Linked DNA regions of Triticum aestivum: regions 1 and 2 are each linked to region 3. The links are chromatin contacts, called in public Hi-C maps. All regions are on one chromosome and are shown on one strand. Each heading gives the region's core, a stretch centred on a gene start, on an enhancer-like site or on the middle of the called end of the contact. The rest is flanking DNA. Distances are from core to core; before and after follow the strand shown. Region 1 has its middle 85 kb from the start of LOC123181541. Region 2 holds the start of LOC123181541 (monosaccharide-sensing protein 2). Region 3 holds the start of LOC123181542 (probable E3 ubiquitin-protein ligase ATL44).

Region 1 (2,997 bases), core at 385-2,884, 350 kb before region 3:
ATTGATTTATTTTGACCCAAATATTTTCCGCGATCTCTATGAAAGCTCATAAAAGGCCCATCAATGTACAAGTACCTAGCCCAGATCGCTTAGCATGCACGCAAACCAAACGAAAAGGACTAAACCAAACAAGAATACCTATTCCCTTTAATAGTAGGTGTAGAAATAGATGTTTAAAATTATTATTAAAATAATTTTTTTAATTTGTTTTCGAGTATGTGTTTATTTTTTTGAATAATCTTTGAAACATAATTTCCAAATGCTATCAATATTTTTAAAGTTGCACAAACATATTTTTAATACTGCACATTTTTTTTCTTCAAAATTAGTAATTGTTTGTGGAACACATGCATTGAAAAAATATATATAAATAAAAATGAAAAAAAAATGAAAAAATGAGAGAAAAAACGGAACGGAGAAAGAAATGCACAAACTTGCTTCTAGGGTCGTTCCTTCAGGCGACGCTAGCTTCCGTCTTGCGACAAGCGTAGTCGCGCCCAGACGGACTCCCCTCCCGTTACACCTCCCATTGGCCCCCCAAGCCCAAAGAGTAGTGATCTCATGTGTCATTTGCACTTGTCCTGGAAACCCAACTGCAAAATTTGTTTGCCTAAAAAAACCTGCATTTTTTTAGAACATCTCTTTTTTAGGCAATTTTGGAGAACATCTGCAAATTAATTAAATCATCCTCTGCCTCGTGGTATGAATTTGCCATCGGCAACACATGTTGCTCTACCTTGTTTGGAAATGGACCAAGCTGTTGCATGGCCCAATGACGACCAGGGAATGTCAGAAGAAATATTGAACCCGCTCAACAACAAAATATTGAACAACTTGTCCCGTCCAGAGCACCAGAATTTCACCATCAGGACGTTTGAATCCCTGACAACATTGAATTTTGAATAATAAAAAGAGGGATGCCATTGTTCAAAAAAGAGAGAATTTCGCAGGATTGCTATGGATTGCCAAGGAGTGATTTCTTCTACCCCTTTTGTTTGAGATGGAATCTCTTCTATTCCTAAGGGCACGAGTGGGAGTTTTGCTTTGATAGTACATGATGAAATAATAGCTAAGAGCGCTGGTTTTGACATGATTAGGTTTTGCTATGAGAATAGAGGATCAAACAGAAAAGCACATAGACTTGCTCTTTGTTCGAGCAACAATGATGTCGGTCGCCGCATATGGCTGTCGACTCCGCCGGATGGCGTTTGTACCCTCACCTCTATTGACATTTGAACAAAATGGGGGTAATTCACCCACACACGAAAAACATAATTTCACATGAAACAGTTCAATTCCTATAAGGGCGAACAGAAATTCCCGTGCTTCGAACGGGAGGAGAGGTCCATATATATGTTGGCATTTCCTGACCAGCTCTCCGAGCAAGGTCGCTCTGCTTGTACAGTTGTAGCAGTACCCGAAAGCCTTCCTCTCCCTGAAGGCTGAAGCAGACACGCTGCTGCCGTGTCTCACTAAGAGAAGCCAACAAAAAACACGCGTCTCGGTCTGAAAGTGACGCTTGGCCTAACTGCACACACATACGCACCGGGATCATCGTCGACATTCTCTTCTCCGTTGCAACCCAGTTCACGGTATGCGCGGTGTCCACCTTTGCGTGCATTGAACGAAGTACTCCCACCCAGGTCGGAGTCTGAGACCGCACACTGAATGCGGGCCCGCTCTGCGGTACCTACTCATGTACTAGTAGTACCGGGCATTCCGAAGTCTCGTCAACAAAAGCTTGGAAGATATCATTAAGATAACCACTCTTAATTGCTGAGCACATGGCGCCATCACCATGGCCACTAACGCATCGATGGCAAAAGCTTCGGCCAAATCAAGTTTTCCCACGTTCATTCATTCGATCAACGTGAATCTCGGCACGGTGGACCATCCGTGCGCGCGGCAAAACCTCCACGCATCCGAGCATTAATTTCGACGCCAAGACTGCTGCAGAAAAACACGACGTTTAGGAAAGAAGAGAGCAATTCGCGCTCCATTTACACGTACTACTCGGTACGAAATCGGAGCAGGAGGCTCCGGATGGATCAGACGTCTCCGTGCCCCAGGTGGAGACAATTTGGCATCGTCCAGCGCCGAAAACAGCAAGGAAGCATGGGCTTGTTTTCAGCGGCGAAAACCTCTCGCCGGCGGCCGGCTTGTTTTCATCGGACGGCTGAGATATGCACCCGGTACTACTATGGCTCCACCGCGGCGGCCAAAGCTTGTCGTTTCAGTTGTTAAGCTTCTTCCGCACGTACTGACGTGTTATTCATCGATCGGCCGGTTTAAGTTGTTACTACTGCGTAGTGACGTGTGTTAGAAAAAGTTAGTACTTACTGACGTGGTACTGTGGTACTCGGGCCCCGGACTACGCCACGGATTGGAAGCTTCAAGGAGCAAAGAAAACGAAAAGGTGACGCTAATGTGCTTATGAAAGCAACACATGTAATAATGTAGTCTATCTGTGGTGGCTGTTAACAAGTTTGGCAGTGCGTCTCCTTTATATTGTTAGAGCATCTCTAATTGGATTGGACTAATTTAGCCATTTATATGTCCGTGGGCATATTCGGACATGTCCGCTGATAGCATGGGGCGATTCTCATTTGTGTGTCCGTGCAACAACGTTCTTTATCTTCTCCATTTGGCCATCCTCAAATCCAGACAAATTCAAGCACGTAGATCATACATACGACATACAACAAAACACATACATAGCAGTTCATACCTATTTCAAGGACATAGTAGACAACATAAGGACATAATATTGCATTCCACATTGCAGTTCATAATACTAAGCATTCTGCCTAGGCATTCTACTAGACATAGGGGGGATCTTCACTGTTTGGCCTTGGTGTCGGTACTAAAACCGGCAGACCTCGGGATAGGGGGTCCCGAGCTGTGGATCTCGGATCAATGGGTAACAGGGGGAGAAGGGGACATTATTTACCCAGGTTCGGGCCCAAGAAGTAATACCCTACGTCTTGCTTTGATTGT
Region 2 (2,897 bases), core at 166-2,665, 260 kb before region 3:
TGGCATTCTTGTTGATACAGAAATGCATATGTTAATTTCCTCGAGTTTGAAACCCCTACTATTTGTTCTTCATTAGATTACATTCCAAAAACATATAGTCATGCCATTGTTGCTTTGTCATCGAAGTGCACTTGAACATGCTTCATGCCATTGCACTAAAAATGACTCGAATCTTGATTCAGCTTCACTGCCAAAGTTGATTCCAAGTAACTGTTTGTTTGAGCACCTAATTTTTCCTAGAAGAATATGTTGCCTAAAGATGAAACAAACAAGGCATAAGTAATATGAATTGAAATTTTATTTCAAGCCCAGGTTTCATGACACATACATAATCCTTTGGCGCCATTCAAATCCATGTGCCTCCCTGGTACATATGCCCACATAATGTTGTAATACAATCTCGTAGTGTGGCCAACAGAATACATATCGAACATCTGATGTAGAATATGTGAGTCTATCGTGGGCCGATCGATCGTGATGCCTTGTCCCACGAAAACCAACTAGCCTGGCTGTATGCGTCCGCGCACACACTACGACATGACATGGTTGGCGTCCTCCCCTGATGATGGTGGTGGATGTCATGTCTATTCATCTGCCGCCGCAAACCTTTTCCGTCCCTCTTCCACCACTCACATCGTGATCACAATCACCCCACCTCCCCGAAGTAGATCTAACTGTAAAATCTAAAATGTAGAAGTAACTGTAAATGAAGGACGCAAGAAGTGAGGCAATCAAACCCGATCAATGTCTACTTTTTCGGCTATCGCCCGGTTCCGCTACACCAAAACAAATTCGGGTCTATTCAAAACACATGTTGAAAACTTTGCCAAAACTTTGTTCATAAACCTCCTCTCAAGCTTGGAACCCAGGTAAAAACTTTCTTTTTTGAAAAATGCAGGTAAAAACCTGAGGGGAACCTCCTTATTCATCTTGGAACCTACAACGTACGTACTACAAAAGATATTCTACAACCACTCGAACCCCCATCATGCAAAGCGAGACACGATTCAAAACACAGAACATGGGAGTCTGGAATTCCGTATAGTACCCTGTTGCAAGCTGGTACACTACTACAGCCCCTTGGGATCTAGCAGGGCCATCAGTTTTGGAGTGAGCATGTGACAGCGCACCACGGATCCTCTCTAAACAAATCAATTAATAGCACAAGTACAAAATGGCTGGTTGTCCTACACGAGACGGGAGAGAGAAGGTTGGATCCGGGCTCGCCCACCCCATTCAATAATTCCCATATGCGGTCCTGCCCCTCCGCCAGGCCCGCGACTGGCCCACCCGTCAACGGACGCTCCACGCGCGCGCCCGCCAGCACCGCCGGCTGACGCGTGGCCCCGTCCGTACCGGGACCCCACGAGGCAGCGTCGCGGCGGCCTTCTCCGCAGCGGCGCGCGGAGGAATATCGTAGTAGAGAAATCGGAGGCTGCCTCGCAGGCCACCAGATGATAGTAGTCGACAGAGTCCCCACCCCACACTCACGCACACTCCTCATCTCGCCCGGGGCGAAATCGACGCCACAGCGGGAGGGAAAAAGCTTCCGGGGTTGGCAGGGATTCCGCCTCTTATACGCCTGCCCGCCTCGCCAGATTCCTCACAGCTTCCCTGCCCCGAGCGGAGATCCTGAATTCCGGAGGCCGTCGTCGGGTAAGCTCTGCCCCCTGCTTGCTTTGTGTGTGCGTGGTGCAGAGGCGGCCGTGGCCGGCTGCGGCAGCTTCGGTCGAATCTGATTTGTTCTTGGGTGTTGTTGTCGTCGTTCTTGTTTGTTATGTCTCACGAGGTTTGCCGTGCTGACGGGTGCCGTTGTTGTTGGTGGTGATTGTGCCGTGCAGGGGTAAGATTCGGCGGCCATGTCGGGCGCCGTGCTGGTCGCCATAGCGGCGTCCATCGGGAACCTGCTGCAGGGGTGGGATAATGCGACCATTGCAGGTAATTCGTTCGTTCGTGCTTCCGGAAAAACAGCTGGTCTTTCGACGCCGTTGGGATACTCTTTATGCTGTTGCGCTTCCCAGGGGCCCGTGTTGTTAGGTAGAGGCAGCAATTATTGGGAATCTTGCCGGCTCCGATCATGACGGATTTGGTGGAGCTGCATCTAGTAGTAGTGCTAGTAAAAACAAATATTTTTTCTTGTTCTACATATACAATCTTTAAAAACCGATCAAGCAGCTGAAACGAAATCCTACCAAGATTTCCGACTTCTCTGAACGGATCCGTCTCATGCGCGATCTGCGCATCTGAACCATGATAATTCTGTCTGTGTCGACATGTTCTGAATTCTGAACCGATGCAGATGCTTTGACTTCACGCTGACCATGTTGACTTGCTGCTGTGATCTCCAGGTGCCGTCCTGTACATAAAGAAGGAGTTCAGCTTGGAGACCCAGCCCTTGATCGAGGGCCTCATCGTGGCCATGTCGCTCATCGGGGCGACGGTTATCACCACGTTCTCGGGGGCGGTGGCTGATGCTGTTGGCAGGCGGCCCCTGCTGATCGCCTCGTCTGTCCTCTACTTTGTCAGTGGCCTGGTGATGCTCTGGGCGCCCAACGTCTATGTGTTGCTCTTGGCCAGGCTCATCGACGGGTTCGGTATCGGTTTGGCTGTCACCCTTGTCCCTCTTTACATTTCGGAGACCGCCCCGACTGACATTAGAGGGCTGCTGAACACGCTGCCGCAGTTCAGTGGGTCAGGAGGGATGTTCCTTTCTTACTGCATGGTGTTCACCATGTCGCTCATGCCGCAGCCTGACTGGAGAATCATGCTTGGGGTTTTGTCGATCCCGTCGCTTATGTACTTTGCATTGACTGTCTTCTATTTGCCCGAGTCGCCGAGATGGCTTGTGAGCAAAGGAAGAATGGCCGAGGCCAAGCGAGTGTTGCAAGGACTGCGGG
Region 3 (2,726 bases), core at 80-2,579:
GAGGCACGAGAAACCCTAGCCAAAGAGTACCAAAGATTTTTTAAAGACAACTTCCACCTATTTCTCCACACCAAACAGATCTTCAGACACGAGCTGCATATTTTTGCCGGATCCACATTTAAAATGTTTTTTCTTTGCCTCTTTTGAGCAAGCTATATGCAGTACAAATAGTATATTTTTATACGAGACCACGCACGCTCTTTACAAATCTGATGTCATGTTCCCCACGTCCACACGTACTGGAGCAGTAGCGCAAGTGCAAGGCGAAAAAGGTTGCAGAAAAGAGTCACATTCACATCACAGCTCTAATTATTCTCCTTTCCATTTCTTGAGAAGAAAAACTTCACTGCGGTAGTACTGCAGCGTGGGCCACCAGCAGAAAGGAGCAGCTCAACTACCCACACCGACCTGGACCCACCCGCCAGGGGACATGACGCCTCTTCTACTGCTACTACGGCAAGAATCCCCCACGGCCGCCGCCGCGGCTGCCGCCGGCCGACGACGACGAGGCGATGACCGCCTCCAGGATGGTCTCCTCGCACTTGCGGCACCGCTTGGGCGGCGCGGGGTCGTCGAGGACGATGGGGCGGCGGCAGGACGGGCAGGAGGAGTTGGAGCGCAGCCAGGTGTCGACGCACTCGACGTGGAACCCGTGGCCGCACTGCGGCATCACGCGCACCTCCTCCCGCTCGCCGAACTCCGTCAGGCAGATGGCGCACTCCGCCAGGATCCCGTCCTGCCCCTCCTCCTCCTCGCCCCCCGCCACGGCGCCCCTCGCCGCCGCCGCCGCGGCCACCGCGTCCGCGTACGCCAGCTTCGGCAGCGCCTTGAGCGCCTTCTTCTTGAGCCCCTTGCTGGTGGTCGTCACGCTGCCCCCCGACGCGCCTGTCGTCGTAGTAGTTGTAGTACCATGGTTATGCCCGCCGCCGCCCCCGCCGAAGGCCGCCAGGGCGTGGGCCGGGCTGCCGGACGGCGAGGATTGGTTGGCGTGGGCGTTGGCGTTGCGGCGGGAGCGCGCGCACCGCGCGACCGCGGCGAGGCCGACTACGCAGATGAGCGCGCAGAGCAGGGCGGCGAGGATGACGACGACATCCGAGCTGACGCCGGCGGGCGGATCGGCCGGGGGGATGCCGGGGATGCGGCTGGGGTCGCCGCTCTGGAGGAGACGCCTCGACGGATACGGCGATGGCCGGAGCATCGCCCACGTTCGCCCAGCGCCGGTAGTTGGAGGGGCCTTTTCCGCAAAATTAAAGTTGTGGCGAGACGCGAGAGAAGCGAAAGGGGGGTGGTGGTGTTGGCAGGTTGCGATTGTTAATGGCGGGCGGGTAAGCGTCGTAGCGAAGCTCCCGTGCCGATTTCCCGCGGGTTGGGCGGGGCGGAACCAGCTGGAAAATCCCAAAAGGCCCACGTGGACGCGCCAAGATAATTAGAGATTAAGATTTTGCATTTTATTTTTGGGAGAGATTAAGATTTATTTTGGGTGCAGATTCAGAAACATTTCCTCCGGAGCTTTATAAAAGAAAAGAAAACGCCTTCGCTGTGGATGGAGTGGGGTAGGGTAGATGGATGATGCGTGTTCATTCTGCAATGAAACGGAACCGGGGAGGCGATCCCTGATCCTCCAAAGAAAGAAGTTTCGCTGTAGTCGGACGCGACATTCCGCGTCGTGCAGACGCCGGCCAGTTTCCACTCACCGGCAGGTCAACGACGAGGCCAAACCAGCTCCACGATCAAGCGGAAAAACGATCCCAATCATGAGCAGTGGATGCCCAACTGCCAATAGTTGAGGCCCTATAGCTATAGCCTGGCAGTCTCGAACAGCGAGCGGCATTGCCATGCTCCCACATGGGGCAGGTCCGTCCGACGATTTTTTTTTTTGAAAAAGACCACCTGCCCAACGAAATTATCAAAAAAGACCCCCTCTAGATGATATTGGCAAAAAAGACCCCTGGGCCGTGGCGGCAGGCGCATCAGCTGACACGTGGCACCTGCCGCCACGGTGCAAGGCGGCAGCCCCTGCCACCAGCTGGCCAGACGGCAGGCTGCCCATAACAGCCAGTGGTGAATCGCTACGAAACGGAGGCCGGTGTTGGGCCCTGCCGCCTCGTCCGGTGGCGGCAGGACTGTTGCTGCAGCAAGACCCGATGCATGCATGTGCTAGTACGTCGTGGCAGTTAGCTTGTTACCCCTCAAAAAGAAAAGTTAACTAACCGATCAACTTGTGTACGCACAATATGAGCCTGTGTATTTCTCTTCTTTTATGGAATGAACCTTTGTATTTCTAAAACACGTGCGTGTATAAAATCATTGAAGATCCAAAATAAGCTATGTGAACGGAATCAATACAACAAAAACTCATTGAACACTCATGAAACATCGCTTCTACATTTCCCGACAGCAAAAAAAACAATAATTGAGAATTGCTCCCACAACAACATTAGAAGGGATGGCTCCGCGGCGACCCGTCGTCGATAAGTGCCGCCGCCGCTAACCACCACGACGCCTAAGCCCAAGCCGGCCCAGCGGTACTTGTGGACCGGCCAGCTGCGGGAGTGGGTCAGCACTCCCCTCCCCCCCCCCCCCCCGGGTTTGGCTAGGTGCCACGCCGACGCAGGAGGTCATGTATCTAGAGCATTGACGACAACGCTGGCTGACGGAGGAGCGCGTCGACGGCTAGCGGCGCATGCAGAGGGAGCGGGAGGAGGAGAGCAGTGCGCCCACGTTGC

The links. A called contact is a pair of places that touch in the nucleus more often than the background predicts.
Region 1: a Hi-C map of leaf shows a contact between it and region 3, with 3 times the contacts expected there. The contact joins the enhancer-like site here to the promoter of LOC123181542 in region 3. A contact is called at or near these places in 2 of 5 Hi-C or Micro-C datasets (both in leaf).
Region 2: a contact with region 3 is called in a Hi-C map of leaf, with 3 times the contacts expected there. The contact joins the promoter of LOC123181541 here to the promoter of LOC123181542 in region 3. A contact is called at or near these places in 2 of 5 Hi-C or Micro-C datasets (both in leaf) and 1 of 1 datasets of contacts at active chromatin or transcription factors (leaf).

Annotation. Positions count from the first base shown.
Region 1 is chr1D:292,987,502-292,990,498 of IWGSC CS RefSeq v2.1, forward strand. No RefSeq gene overlaps it. Among protein-coding and RNA genes, the nearest start is that of LOC123181541, 85 kb to the right of the region's middle. Within about 2 kb of position 1,635, at least 4 of the 8 cell types and tissues checked have an H3K27ac peak or open chromatin away from gene starts, as enhancers often do. A contact at or near this core is called in leaf, where this site is marked.
Region 2 is chr1D:293,072,953-293,075,849 of IWGSC CS RefSeq v2.1, forward strand. LOC123181541 (monosaccharide-sensing protein 2) reads left to right here and starts at 1,416. Exons shown (of 6, transcript XM_044593822.1): 1 at 1,416-1,656; 2 at 1,842-1,938; 3 at 2,349-2,897. The coding sequence starts at 1,860.
Region 3 is chr1D:293,334,623-293,337,348 of IWGSC CS RefSeq v2.1, forward strand. LOC123181542 (probable E3 ubiquitin-protein ligase ATL44) reads right to left here and starts at 1,330. Exons shown (of 1, transcript XM_044593824.1): 1 at 258-1,330. The coding sequence starts at 1,198. The coding sequence ends at 452.